Linked DNA regions of Mus musculus: region 2 is linked to region 1. A link is a contact called in public promoter capture Hi-C data. All regions are on one chromosome and are shown on one strand. The core of a region is the stretch at or near the end of the contact, and the rest is flanking DNA. Distances in the headings are between cores, read along the strand shown. Region 1 overlaps Gm20609 (predicted gene 20609). Region 2 overlaps Ipmk (inositol polyphosphate multikinase).

Evidence for each region. Capture Hi-C pulls out chosen DNA fragments and counts their contacts.
Region 2: a contact with region 1 is called in a promoter capture Hi-C map of pancreatic islet. The contact joins two enhancer-like sites. A contact is called at or near these places in 3 of 15 datasets of contacts at CTCF or cohesin (the NIH/3T3 cell line, large pre-B cells and pro-B cells), 83 of 484 Hi-C or Micro-C datasets (the 3T3-L1 cell line, 3T3-L1-derived adipocytes, the 4T1 cell line and 54 more), 10 of 115 datasets of contacts at active chromatin or transcription factors (the 230-238 cell line, CD8 T cells, double positive thymocytes and 6 more) and 4 of 9 other capture datasets (adipose tissue, embryonic tail, liver and 1 more).

Annotation. Positions count from the first base shown.
Region 1 is chr10:71,313,408-71,320,030 of GRCm38.p6, forward strand. It overlaps Gm20609 (predicted gene 20609), which reads left to right. Exons shown (of 4, transcript NR_152791.1): 4 at 1-570. It also overlaps the pseudogene Rpl19-ps2. Among named protein-coding and RNA genes, the nearest start is that of Gm20609, 6.0 kb to the left of the region's middle. Within about 2 kb of position 2,839, at least 2 of the 459 cell types and tissues checked have an H3K27ac peak or open chromatin away from gene starts, as enhancers often do. A contact at or near this core is called in pancreatic islet, where this site is marked.
Region 2 is chr10:71,378,849-71,385,375 of GRCm38.p6, forward strand. Ipmk (inositol polyphosphate multikinase) reads left to right here. Exons shown (of 6, transcript NM_027184.2): 6 at 2,357-6,527. The coding sequence ends at 2,970. Among named protein-coding and RNA genes, the nearest start is that of Ipmk, 34 kb to the left of the region's middle. Within about 2 kb of position 2,978, at least 26 of the 459 cell types and tissues checked have an H3K27ac peak or open chromatin away from gene starts, as enhancers often do. A contact at or near this core is called in pancreatic islet, where this site is marked.

The DNA of each region.
Region 1 (6,623 bases), core at 1,589-4,088:
GTCGTTGGCTCTTTGGCCTCAGTTTGAAGTCATGGGTGGGTATACTTTAGGGATCTCTGTGTATGTCAACATTTTCTTTGATTTTTATGTTGGGACAGGGTGAGGAGGGAATTGGTAAGGGAAGAAAACAGAAGGAAAGAGTGCAGGTCTCCTTGTTTAATATGCAGAATTTCCTCTAGTCCTGCTAGAGGTGTTCTTGTCCAGCCTGTTGCCATATGAAACTCTGGGTCTGAGTCCTCCTCCATAGTGACAACTGCTCACAGTGAACCCTCACCGGTACTTCTGAGTGTAGGGACTCACAGTGAGCCTGATGGGAGATTTGTGGAGAAGGCTCCATAATGATCTAGGCAGAGATTCAACTCTCCTGTTTCCAGTGATCTGCCTGCCTCACACCACCATATATAAGGTGACAGGCGCCTTTTGGACATCTACAATCCTGATACTCTGGAGATGAGACAAGAAAGAAATAGAATTATACCCAATCCTTGAATTTCTACAGAGTTCTGTTCGTCTAAATGTTATGAGTTTTTTATTAAATAAAAAATTTCATCAATATAAAGTATTGAAAGGAATATTTGTATGTCTGTGATTTTTTCTGCAGACTTCTATTTTTCTAAGCAGTGTAGCATTTTAAAATAAAGGGCTGGAGAGATGGCTCAGTGGTTAAGAGCACTGACTGCTTTTCCAGAGGTCCTGAGTTCAATTGCCAGCAACCACATGGTGACTCACAACCATCTGTAATGAGATCTGATGCTCTCTTCTGGTGCATTTGAAGACAGCTACAGTATACTTACATATAATAATAAATAAATTTTTAAAATAAAAATGCTGACCTGGAGGTAGTGGTGCATACCTTTAATCCTGGCAATTGGGAGGCAGAAGAAGATGGATCTCTGAGTTTGAAGCCAGTCTGGTGTAGAGAGTGAGTTCCAGGACAGCCAGCAGAAATCAGTTCCAGAGAAACACTGGCTGTCTCAAAAGTGAATGAATGAATGAAATAAAAATGTTATACATAGGGCCAGTCAGATGTCCTTGGTCTGTGCTGCTGCCAAGGGCTATGATAGCATGGCAGAGGGCCGTGTTGATGTCCGTGGATGATACAGCCACTGGAGACCACACTGAGGTCTGTGGCACGTGCTGGGGCTGGAGACCACGTAGAAGCCCTTTATCACGCCCCTGATGACTCTAAAGGGCAAGGGAGCTACCTTTGCAGTGGTTCAGATGGCTGTAGACTCAGTTGAGAAAGGGCGACATAGAAACTTCTGTGACAACCCTGATCCCTTCTTTAAAAAAAAAAAGTTAACGGTCTAGACAGAAAGTCATCAAAGACAACTCATAAAAACTGAGATAAGGATGCTGAAGCTTAGTCTCCATGATGGATGGCTTCTGGCAGGGGTGCAGGTCGGGAAGGACTCAGTGTTCTTTAAAGGACTGGCCACCAAGGAGTCTGACCATTCTCCAGAGAGTATATGGGGAATGTGAATTGGACTTACTGTTTCTTCTTTTTTGGGGGGAGTGTGTCATAAGATTTGGGGGACAGACCTGAGAGGATTGGGAAATGAGTGTGATCAAGGTACATGATGTGAAATTCCTAAACAGTTGGTGAAAATATTACATTGGAAAAAGAAAAGAAGAATGTCGTGGCAGGAAAATGGGTACAACTGGAAATAATGATAAACAGATAAAATCATCCTCCACAAAGACAAGAATGTTATTAATGTAGAAATACTGTTATAAACTCTTTACCTAAAAATCTAAAAATATCATCCAATCTTCCAAAACTATAGAGTCTCTTGGGAGGCGGATGAATCTGGAACTTGCTTTAAAATTCTTCATTAGTGGGCTGGAGAGATGGCTCAGTGGTTAAGAACACTGACTGCACTTGCAGAGGTCCTAAATTCAATTCCCGGCAACCACATGGTGGCTCACAACCATCTGTAATGGGATCTGATGCCCTCTTCTAGTATGCCTGAAGAGAGCAATGGTGTACTCATATACATAAAATATGTAAATAATCTTAAAAAAAAAAAGTCTTCGCTGGGCGTGATGGTGCATGCTTTTAATCCCAGCACTTGGGAGGCAGAGGCAGGCGAATTTCTGAGTTCGAGGCCAGCTTGGTCTACAGAGTGAGTTCCAGGACAGCCAAGGCTACACAAAGAAACCCTGTCTTAGAAAAAAAAGAAGAAAAGAAAAGAAAAAAAAAAGAAAGAAAGAAAGAAAGAAAGAAAGAAAGAAAAGTCTTCATTACTGAACAATTTTTTTGATATATTTAATCTTCAGTGTTGTGTAGGAGAGGGTCTAAGATTTTTCCTCTGTTGGCTACCCAGTCACTTCAGCAACATCCTTTGAATGATTTATCTTTTGTCGGCTTAGATTTTTTCAAAACCTACTTTAATAAGGGTTCTCAAACCGTTTGGCCTCTGCCCCTTCTAGCTCACCATGCAAAGATATGGGAGAAAAGATGGTAAATAGGACAAGAGGATGTGGACCTGTTTAGGAACAGTTCTTTTTTTTTTTTTTTAAGATTTATTTATTTATTATATGTAAGTACACTGTAGCTGTCTCCAGACAATCCAGAAGAGGGCATCAGATTTCATTATGGATGGTTGTGAGCCACCACGTTGTTGGGACCTTCGGAAGAGCAGTCGGCTCTCTCAACCCCTGAGCCATCTCGCCAGCCCCTAGAAACAGTTCTTTGGGGACAATTCTAATTTCCTTTTGTCAGGATACCAGCAGTCCAGTTCAAAAATGTCACCAAACTTGAATTAGCAGTGGTGGCATGATCCAGCACAAACAGCCAGGCCTCCACCGAGTAGCCACGAGTCAGCAGGAGGTACCAGGACCAGCCAGGGTTGCTAGGAGAAGTTCTCTGCTGTGCCTCTTAGTGAAGTGAAGACTCAACACCAAAGAGGCACTGCGCGGCTAGCTATGCAAGCGCCCCATCACTGTATATGAGTCCTATTTATACTCTCTCCAAATGCCACGTGTTCTCTCTGCGGTCTCGCTTCAGCAAAACATCCCGTGGGTCTGGATCATGCGACACAACCAGAAATTTCTACTTCAAGCTTTTTCTTTGACAGGTTGGACTTTCATGCTAAACTCTCTTTGAGTTAAGGTGCTTTCTAGGTTCCCCCGTTGTTTGCTTGTTTGTTTGTTTGTTTTTTAATTCTCCACTGCATTTCTCACTTCTTGTTTGTCACTTAAGTCTAACCATAGGCGCGACTCTCCATGGTTTGAGGGTAATCATAGCCTTGCGCTTTCTGCAGCATCCCAGGGTGCACTCCCTTCGAAAGCCTGCGACAACCATCTGTTCTTTCTCCCCCTCTCTACATTCAGTCATCTCCTGCTGTGTGTTAATCTGCAGATGCTACCAAACACATACAGGGTTAAATATACTTTCTCATTAAAAAAAAAAAAAAAACCAAAACACATCTAAAGTTGCAAGCTTTTAAATTCAACAAAAGAAACTCCCAAACGAACCAGAACATGACACACAGAGTGAAGCATCATTTTTTTTTTTTAAGATTTATTTATTTATTATATGTAAGTACACTGTAGCTGTCTTCAGACGCACCAGAAGAGGGCATCAGATCTCATTACGGGTGGTTGTGAGCCACCATGTGGTTGCTGGGATTTGAACTTTGGACCTTCGGAAGAGCAGTCGGGTGCTCTTACCAACTGAGCCATCTCACCAGCCCAAGCATCATTTTAAAAAAGAAACTAATAATAAGAAATAATTTAAGCCGGGCGTGGTGGCGCATGCCTTTAATCCCAGCACTCGGGAGGCAGAGGCAGGCAGATTTCTAAGTTCGAGGCCAGCCTGGTCTACAAAGTGAGTTCCAGGACAGCCAGGGCTATACAGAGAAACCCTGTCTCGAAAAACCAAAAAAAAAAAAAAAAAAAGAAAAGAAAAAGAAAAAGAAATAATTTAAAATTATGGGACAGAGACTTGTCTGGTGCTAGTCCAAACACAGTAAGATATATTAAAAGGAAGAATAGTTGGATTATAAGCAAATAACATTATCTATCTATCTATCTATCTATCTATCTATCTATCCATCTATCTATCTGAGATCAGGTCTCACTGTATAGCTCAGGCTAGCCTGGAACTTGCTACATAGACCAGACTGGCCTGGAACTCAGTGATCTTATCTCTGCTTCTGGGGTACTGGGACTAACCATGTCCTGCCACAAGTTATATTTATATGATATACTTCATACACAGCGCACAGCCAATTAAAATTACTCAGAAAGCTTGAGTGTAAAGGCAGAAAGACTTACTGAGAAAATACATATAAAAGGAAAGTCATCCTGGACCGGAGGTCTAGCTCAGCTTTCTTAGCACTCACAAGGCCCCAAGTTCACTATCTGGCATCACAAAACAAGAGTGAGGAAGAACATGTCACATAGAGGAATCAGGTAAGCAGGCATGGGGGCTGGGATACGGAGACAAGTTGGGAACACTAAGCAGTAAGTAGAGTGTTAAATACCAGGCAGGTGAGGAGGTACTTATGAGAGAGGAAATGATAAGCTCTACTCATATTAAGAAGGGCCTTGGGCTGGAGAGATGGCTCAGCGGTTAAGGGCATTGTCTGCTCTCCCAGAGGTCATGAGTTCAAATCCCAGCAACCACATGGTGGCTCATAACCATCTGTAATGGGATTCAATGTCCTCTTCTGGTATGTCTGAAGACAGCTACAGTGTGCTCAAATATATAAGATAAATAAATCTTAAGAAGGAGAAGGGGAAAGAAGAAGAAGAAGGAGGAGGAGGAGGAGGAGGAAGAGGAAGAAGAAGAAGAAGAAGAAGAAGAAGAAGAAGAAGAAGAAGAAGAAGAAGAAGAAGAAGAAGAAGAAGAAGAAGAAAGATTGTCCACAGGTAATGTGGGATGAGTGGGAGCCTATATCTCTGCATTGTCTGCAACAGTCCCCTCAAATAGGAGAGAGATAAAAGATGGCACTGGGATGTAGCTCAGCTGGCAGAGTCTCGCTTAGCACACACAACCTTCCACAGGCCATGAAGTGGGAGTGTTGCTCATGTAGCACACACCGCCTACTTACCACACTAATGAACACATGCTGTAAGAGGAAGAAACATACAACTAGAGTGTTAGTCAAATGCTTCTTACCAAGAGGGGTGAAAAGTCAAATTCATTATCCTTCGGAACATCAGAAGAGCAGAGGGCATGTTCTGCCCATAAGGACGTTCCTGGGAATGCTTCTCATAGTGTAGGATGCGTGTGAAGGTAACACAAGCTTGGGTACTTTCATTTGATCCTGCATGTGGAGTTTCATTATTATCATTTTTTCTTAAACTGTTTTTCATAGGCTCTTTCCTTTTGATGCTATGTCCAAAGCCATGAGTATGCTCAGGCTACAGAAGAGGCTTGCCTCTAGTACCCTCCACTGTAGGAAAAGGAAGATCTGGTTGGACCCCAAAAAAGACCAATGAAATCGCCAATGCCAACTCCCGCCAGCAGATCAGGAAGTTGATCAAAGATGGGCTGATCATCCGGAAGCCTGTGATTGTCCATTCCTGGGCTCGCTGACAGAAAAACACCTTGGCCAGATGGAAGGACAGGAATATGGGCATAGGGAAGAGGAAGGGTATTGCCAATGCTCAGATGCTGAGAAGGTGACCTGGATGAGAAGGGTGAGGATCCTGCGCCAGCTTCTCAGGAGATACCAGGAATCTAAGAAGATTGACCGCCATATGTATAAGAGCCTGTACCTGAAGGTCAAAGGGAATGTATTCAAAAACAAGCGGATCTTCATGGAGCACATCCACAAACTGAAGGCAGACAAGGCCCGCAAGAGCTCCTGCCTGACCAGGCTGAGGCTCGCAGGTCTAAGACCAAGAAAGCACGAAAGTGCCGAGAGGAGTGCCTCCAGGCCAAGAAGGAAGAGGCCATCAAGACTCTGTCCAAGGAGGAAGAGACCAAGAAATAAAGCTTCCCTCATGTCTGTACATAGTGGCCTGTCTGTGGCCTCACGTGGATCAGTCATTGAAATAAAACAAGCCATTGTCCATTAACAACAAAAAAATGATTTTCATACATTTGACCATATTTATCCCTCTCCCAAATCCTCCAAGATCCTCTCTACCTCCCTACCCACCCAACTTCCTGCTCCCTGTCTTAAAAACAAAGCACAAAACAATTAAAACAAACAAAATTCCAATAAGACAACAACAATGACGATGACGACAACAACAACAACAGTAAATCCCAAAGCAAAAAAGCACACAAAGAAACAGTCTATTTTGTGTTTGTCAAATACTCTTGGGTACAAGGCTTGCCCTGGAGTGTGGCTGATATCCTCAGTGACACTCCATTGGAGAAAACTGATTTTACCTTTCCCAGCAAGTGGTTTTTGGTTAGGTATGGGACTGCACGCCTACTTCTTCTCTGTCTGTGCTGGGATTTAAATCTGAGAAAGTTTTACATGTGTTGCCACAGTTGCTGAGGTCATATGTGTATCAGTCCTGTTGTGTCTGGAAGACACTGTCACTTCTTGGTGTCTTCCATCCCTTCTGGCTCTCGCATTCTTTCTGCCTCTTCTTCCACACAGCTCCCTAAGCCTAAGAGGAAGGTTTGACAAATATCCACAAACCCTCAGATAAGA
Region 2 (6,527 bases), core at 1,728-4,227, 66 kb after region 1:
CGCAGTTTCTGCGCTTTCACGTGTGTGGTTCTGCTGTGTTAAAGAGGTCATGTTTCCATGGAATCTTTCATCCTCACCTGCTCTTGCACTGCCTCCTCCTCTTCCTCCTGTCCTTCGTCCCCTCCCCCTCCCGTCCTTCTCCACAGAGTTCCCTGATAGGCCAGGGAGGAGCTACTTGATAGTGACATCCCATTTGGGACTGAGTGTCTCAAGTCTCTGCACCCTGTCTGGCTGTGCTCTCTGTGTTTGTTCCTGTCTGCTGCAGAAGAAACCTTCTCTGATGATGGCTGGGCAAAGGCGCCTGCCTGTGCATGAGTATAGCACAGTGCCATTACGGATCATTTCACCGCTCCAATCGGTAGCAGTTGGTTTCTCATAGGTTCCTGGTCTATCTGGTCTCTGGTTCTTGGCCACCTGAGCAGTATTGGGAATGGGTTCCACCTCACACAGTGAGCCTCACCTCAAATCAGATATTGGTTGGTTAGTCCACCATTGACTATCAGAGGGTTTGTAGCTGGGTTGGCGTTTACCTTTCTCCTTTGGAAGTGTGCAGAGTACCCTCTGGCACCATAACCACTAGGAATCAGGGGTGAAGGCTCTAGGTAGGACCAGCCTGACTTCTTCATGTTCAACAAGCTGTGTAGGTATTTCAGCAAGAGGACCTGACTATCAGTTTGTGCGTAGCAGCCAATGGTCTTGGCAACAGCCTGAGTTGCTTGGGAGTTCCCAACAACTCAATTAGATGTCAGCCATTCCTTCATCTGGAGGCCTCCTTTGGTGATGAGAGATGTCCAGCTGGGGCTCTGTCTCCCAGTTATTTGGCAGTTTCCTTTAGCTCACCTTCATAATAGGTACATATTTTAGGAAGCTTCTACTGTATTAGGTTCCATATCACCTCTCAAACGGTCCCTCCCTGTCTTATTGGTGCTCTATTGCTGTGAAGAGGCGCTATGACCACGATGACTCTTACAAAGGAAAGCATTTAGTCAGGGCTTGCTCACAGTCTCAGAGGGTTAAGTTCATTAATGTCATGGTGGGGAACATGGAGTGTGCAGGCGGACATGGTAGCTGAGAGTTCTACATCCAGACCTGAAGGCAGCATGAAGAGAGAGCCACTGTGCCTGGCTTGGGTGCTTGAAACCTCAGCCTACTCCCCAGTGACACACTCTAACAAGGCCATACCTACTCCAGCAAGGTCACACCTCCTAATCCTTTCAATTAGTGCCACTCCCTGGTGACCAAGCATTCAAGTCTGTGAGCCTGTGGAGGCCACTCTCATCCAACCCCTGCCTCCCCAATAACAATTCTATTTCTCCTCCCTAGGGGGATTAACCCTTTCCTTTGGTCCCTTACTATAGCCCTAACCTGTGGTTGTATGGATTGTAGCCTGTCTATTGAAGATTGACATTCACATATAAATGAATGCATACTGTATTTGGTTTTTTTTTTGGGGGGGTCTGGATAATCTCACTGAGATGATATTTTTTCTTCCTAACTCCATCCATTTACCTGTGAATTTCACAATTCCTTCCTTCCTTCCTTCCTTCCTTCCTTCTTTCCTTCCTTCCTTCCTTCCTTCCAACAGCTGAGTAGTACTCAGTTTTGTAAATGTACCACATTTCCTCTATTCATTCATCTGCCGACACATCCCTAGGTTGCTCCCAATCTCTGGCTATTATAAATAGAGCAGCAGTGAACACGACTGAGCCAGTGTCGTCTCTGCAGTGGGATGAAGCATCCTTTGGGTAGATGCCCAAGAGTGGGCTAGCTGAATCTTAAGGTAGAGCTATTCCAGCTTCCTGAGGCAACCCCACACTGATTTCCATAGCGGTTGTACAAGTTTGCACTCCCACCAGCAATGGAAGAGAGTGAGTGCCCTTACTCCGCGTCCTCTCCAGCACGAGCTGTCACCTGTTTTATTGATCTTGGCCATTCTGTAAGATAAAATTTCAAAAGCAGTTTGGACTTGCATTGCCCTGTTGATTGAGTTACATAAGAGTAATTTGCCTAAGCTGTAGATTCCCAAGTGTGGTTAAATAGTAAGGTGGGTTTTTTATTAATTATTATTATTATTATTATTATTGTTGTTGTTGTTGTTGTTGTTGTTATTATTATTATTATCTTGGTTTTTTTCGAGACAGGGTTTCTGTATGTAGCCCTTTCTGTCCTGGAATTCACTCTGTAGACCAGGCTGGCCCCAAACTCAGGTCCACCTGCCTCTGCCTCCTGAATGCTGGGATTAATGGTGTGAGCCACCATCACCTGGCCAAAGTGAAGGATTTCACCTGCTGTGAGCACACTCTATAAGTGACTGGGCTGCACAGTTTAACCCCGACTCTGATGTATTTCGTTACAGGCGTCTCCAAGTTTTTCCACAATGGCTTCTGTTTAAGAAAAGATGCGATTGCCGCCAGTATTCAGAAGGTAGAGAAGATTCTCCAGTGGTTTGAAAATCAGAAGCAGCTTAACTTTTACGCAAGTTCTTTACTGTTTGTTTATGAAGGTTCATCTCAGCCAGCTACTACAAAAGCAAACGATAGAACTTTGGCGGGGAGGTTTCTCTCCAAAGGACCCCTGACGGATGCGGACGGCCTGGAGTGCAATAACAACTTCCACCTGTTCGGCGCCCCGCCCAACGGGATGTCGGTGGGCAAGAGCTTATCGAAGGCGTACTCGAGGCACAGAAAGCTGTATGCAAAAAAGCACCAGAGTCAGACTTCCCTGAAAGTCGAAACGCTGGAGCAAGACAACGGGTGGAGAAGCATGTCCCAGGAACACTTAAACGGAAACGTGCTTGCCCAACTGGAAAAGGTGTTCTACCACCTTCCCGCGGGTCGTCCGGAGATCCCGGAAGCGGAAGTACGGATGATAGACTTTGCTCACGTGTTCCCTAGCAACACAGTCGATGAGGGGTATGTTTACGGTCTGAAGCATCTAATTGCCGTGCTTCGGAGTATTTTAGACAGTTGAGTCTTGCTGCAGTCTGTGAAGGAGCGGGCCAATCACCATGGAGAGCTGCAGGCGTTAGCCGAGCACCTGTACTGCTCTGTAAAAAATTTGTATTGTGAGTCAGCGTTTTATTTGTCTTTATACTTTTGGTAGATGGTTAACTTTTTTATATTCTTACTCAGGAATACTAATTTGTTCATTAGAAAACTATGAAGAATAAAGAAAAAGGAATGTCGAGCAGGGAGTGTGTGGAACACGGAGCAAACAGCTGTAACACTCGCAAATCATTACGCAGTCATTTAGAGGTCACATAGCTTTCTGTAGCCAGTCACCATGAAATCTGTCCACCCAACCTTGCCAGTGAGCCGACCCTAAACTATGACTTTATCAGACCATCCTAAGATCTAGAAAGGTCCCTAAAACTGGAGAAGATTTTACACGGAAACGAGGCTCTGTGGGTTCTATATTAAAGGCAGAGTGCAGCGCAGCGAATGAAAGAAAGGTGCTTAAGCCAGCAGGGCTCCCTCCCGGTCCTGTCTGCTCTGTGCTGAGCATCATGGGAAGGGGAGTGTCAGGTGGCCGGCAGCAGCTAACAGCACAAATTTTCCTCCCTAGGGTCAAGAGAAGAGAGATATTTGTAAAGAACATATTACCCTTTTCTTTCTTTTGTTTTAAAGAATTTCATTTATGGAAAAGTCTTCATTTACTATGTTGTGAAAGCTGTCATAAAACACCCTCTTTTTATTACCAGTGAGGCTCCCGAGAGGTGAATGGTGGAAACTTTGTTTTATCTCTTCTTTAATTTTTGAGAGTCTTCCATTTTAGAAAATCCATTCTTTAAAATGTATCCCCATTGACTTTTTAAGCCTTAGCATAAACATTATCTCTCAGAATTTGGTTAAGCATCCACAGAACGCTGTGCCCAGTGCACTGGAGGAACCCTGCTTAGGTCTCACAACAGAACGCTGTGCCCAGTGCACTGGAGGAACCCTGCTTAGGTCTCACAACAGAACGTTGTGCCCAGTGCACTGGAGGAACCCTGCTTAGGTCTCACTCCCGTGGTGTCTAACAGAGAGGTCCTAGTTAATTTCACTCGGAGCAACAGGCAGGCAACTTTTCCTTGAAAAAAAAGATATTTATAAGTGTCATGTTTATTTTACCACTACCACCTTTTTCAAAGCTGTCGTTAAAGTGTTTTCAAAACTGAAATTAAATTTGCAAATCTTTTTGCTGTGCTTGCTTGCCCTTTGACCCGCTGATGTGATAAAATAACTGAACAGCTTGTCCTTTTTAGACAAGCTTTGAGTCACGACCTGACCTTTTTTTCCTTTTCACCTCTTTTTTCCTTGAGGTTTACAAATCAAACTGCAAAATCCAAGAACCATTTTCTGTAATGTGGAGGAACTTTTACAGTCCAAATGTAGTTTGCAAATGCCCACGCTCAAATGTGAGCCGGAAAGGAATGGGTCATTAACCAGAGTGGGTCTGGTTAACGTGCCTTTTAGGGGTTTTCTCTGGGAGGCTGCAGGTGTTCTCAGACCTGCAAGAACGACACATTCTCTGCCCAGGTGTGGACTGGCTATACCTATTTTTGTTTCTCTCATTTTGTGGGAGTGAATTTTAAGTGATAATTATTAGAAAACTTTCAGTTTGACTGTTTTTCTTACAATATTGACTTGTTATCTGGGTGTGATTCAGGAACTCTCAAGCCCATCTGCTGAACACTATTTTGGCTCTTAAGAGGCAGTTTGAGATGGTATCAGCCTATATATGAGGAATTGGGAAACTTGAGTATTCGAAGCTTTGGGCACACTTCAGCTTAGTAAAGTCTCTGATCTACAGCTGTTTCAAACATTTCGGAAGCCAGCATCCTGCCTTTTCGACAAGTAGGTTTTGTCTGAATAAAACAGGAAGTGATTCTTCCCCCTGCTTCTCAGGGAAGGGGTGAGCATCCAGTTCTTCTCGTTTACAGTTTCCCAACTGCTGGCCACTTTGTGTTACTTTGTGCTCCTTGATGCCATGATCAACATGTTCGTGATGTAAGCAACCTGTGGTGGGTGTTTCCCGGTCTGTCCTGTCTTTAAAAATGATGCTGAGATTTGCCACTTTGGGGAAGAGGCATCTGTCACTAACCATGCATATGTGAACACACGGATATTTAAGAAATGAGCAAATGAGGAGGTGGTTTGAACTGGTGGTGATGCTAGCCGCCCCCTCTTAGCCCCCCCAACATGATTTGAGTGTGTTCCTTATGGGATGCACTCATGGAAAGGACTTGTGGGTGTGAATACATTTCTCAAATAAAAGTTTAAATTGTAAAATAGTTTTATAATAAAGTATTTACATTAATTATTTTAATATGGATGGAAGTTGCATAAATTATAATTGTGAACTATTTAGTCTTTCAAGAGAGTTTTGAAAAATGTATGTAAGTGGCTCTGATGGCTGTGGTGTTAAATTAGTATGCGATGCTTTGTTCTGTGTGTTTGGAGGGGGCTGGGCACTCTACCTGTCCACACTACAGACAGACAGTTACTGCGGGCCGAGTGAGAACCGATTCCTGAATGCCTGCCGGCGTCCTGTGATGCAGTTGCCCGAGATCTCCACAGTGTTGCCCTCGCTGTCAGGCCTCTGAACTGTCGAATTTATAACATTTGGGGGGAAATGAATTTCTATAATTACCTCTGTTGCAATCTTTTTATTGCTGTTAGGATTTGGAATGTGTAGGCAGGAGGAAGGGCTGAACTGGGAACTGACTGGCTCTGACTGTTAATACCACTCCCCTTGAGGTCTGATGTCCAGACGTGCTTGGTTGAACCAGCCGTTTACACAGCTGTCCTTCTCTTGCAGACCCTCAACCGACCGTGGCTTTTGTGTATCCATAGCTTCCGTTGCCCTTTGTCTTGCCCCCTACAATGGTTCAGTTACCCAGAAACATCAAGTCCCTTTTAAGAATAGTCCATTTGGTTACTCTCAGGGTAGTGTCTGGGGGCCTTGGCCTCTCAGTTCACTCAGACTCAAGTCTGCACCTCACCAAGTATTTTCAACCCCTCTCCCTGACGTGTGCGTTGGTGAAGCAGTCAGGACTGATCGTCTCCAGCACCCTGTCTAGGTGGAGAGGCTCACGAGGACGACTTTAAAACAGAGACACACCAACACCTGTATTTCAAGCTGTTAAAGCTAGTGTTTGGGTAAAGATGAAGTGCTAAGTATTGAGCTACAACAGAGGCAGATGATTGGGGGCTGAGATCAAGGGAACCGCTGACTCTCCAGCTGGGGCAGTTACAGACAGCCTAAAACAGCCTGAAAAAGAGCGCTCTTAAGACATGCTTGTAAAGGTACATTCAGCCGTCGCCTTTGGAATAATAAATAGCACAGTGTGACTATGGTTGCTCCTCGCTGGTGCAAACCTTTTAAATCTCAAGTTTTCAGATTGCTGGGATTTCAGACTTGTCAGCGGACATGAAGGTATTTCTTGACTTCAGAGCAACTCTGTTGTTATAACATCCAATACTGATATCTGGAGACAGATTCAGCCTCTTGGCTGTCGATAGTGTGTCTTCCCACTTGCTTCGATA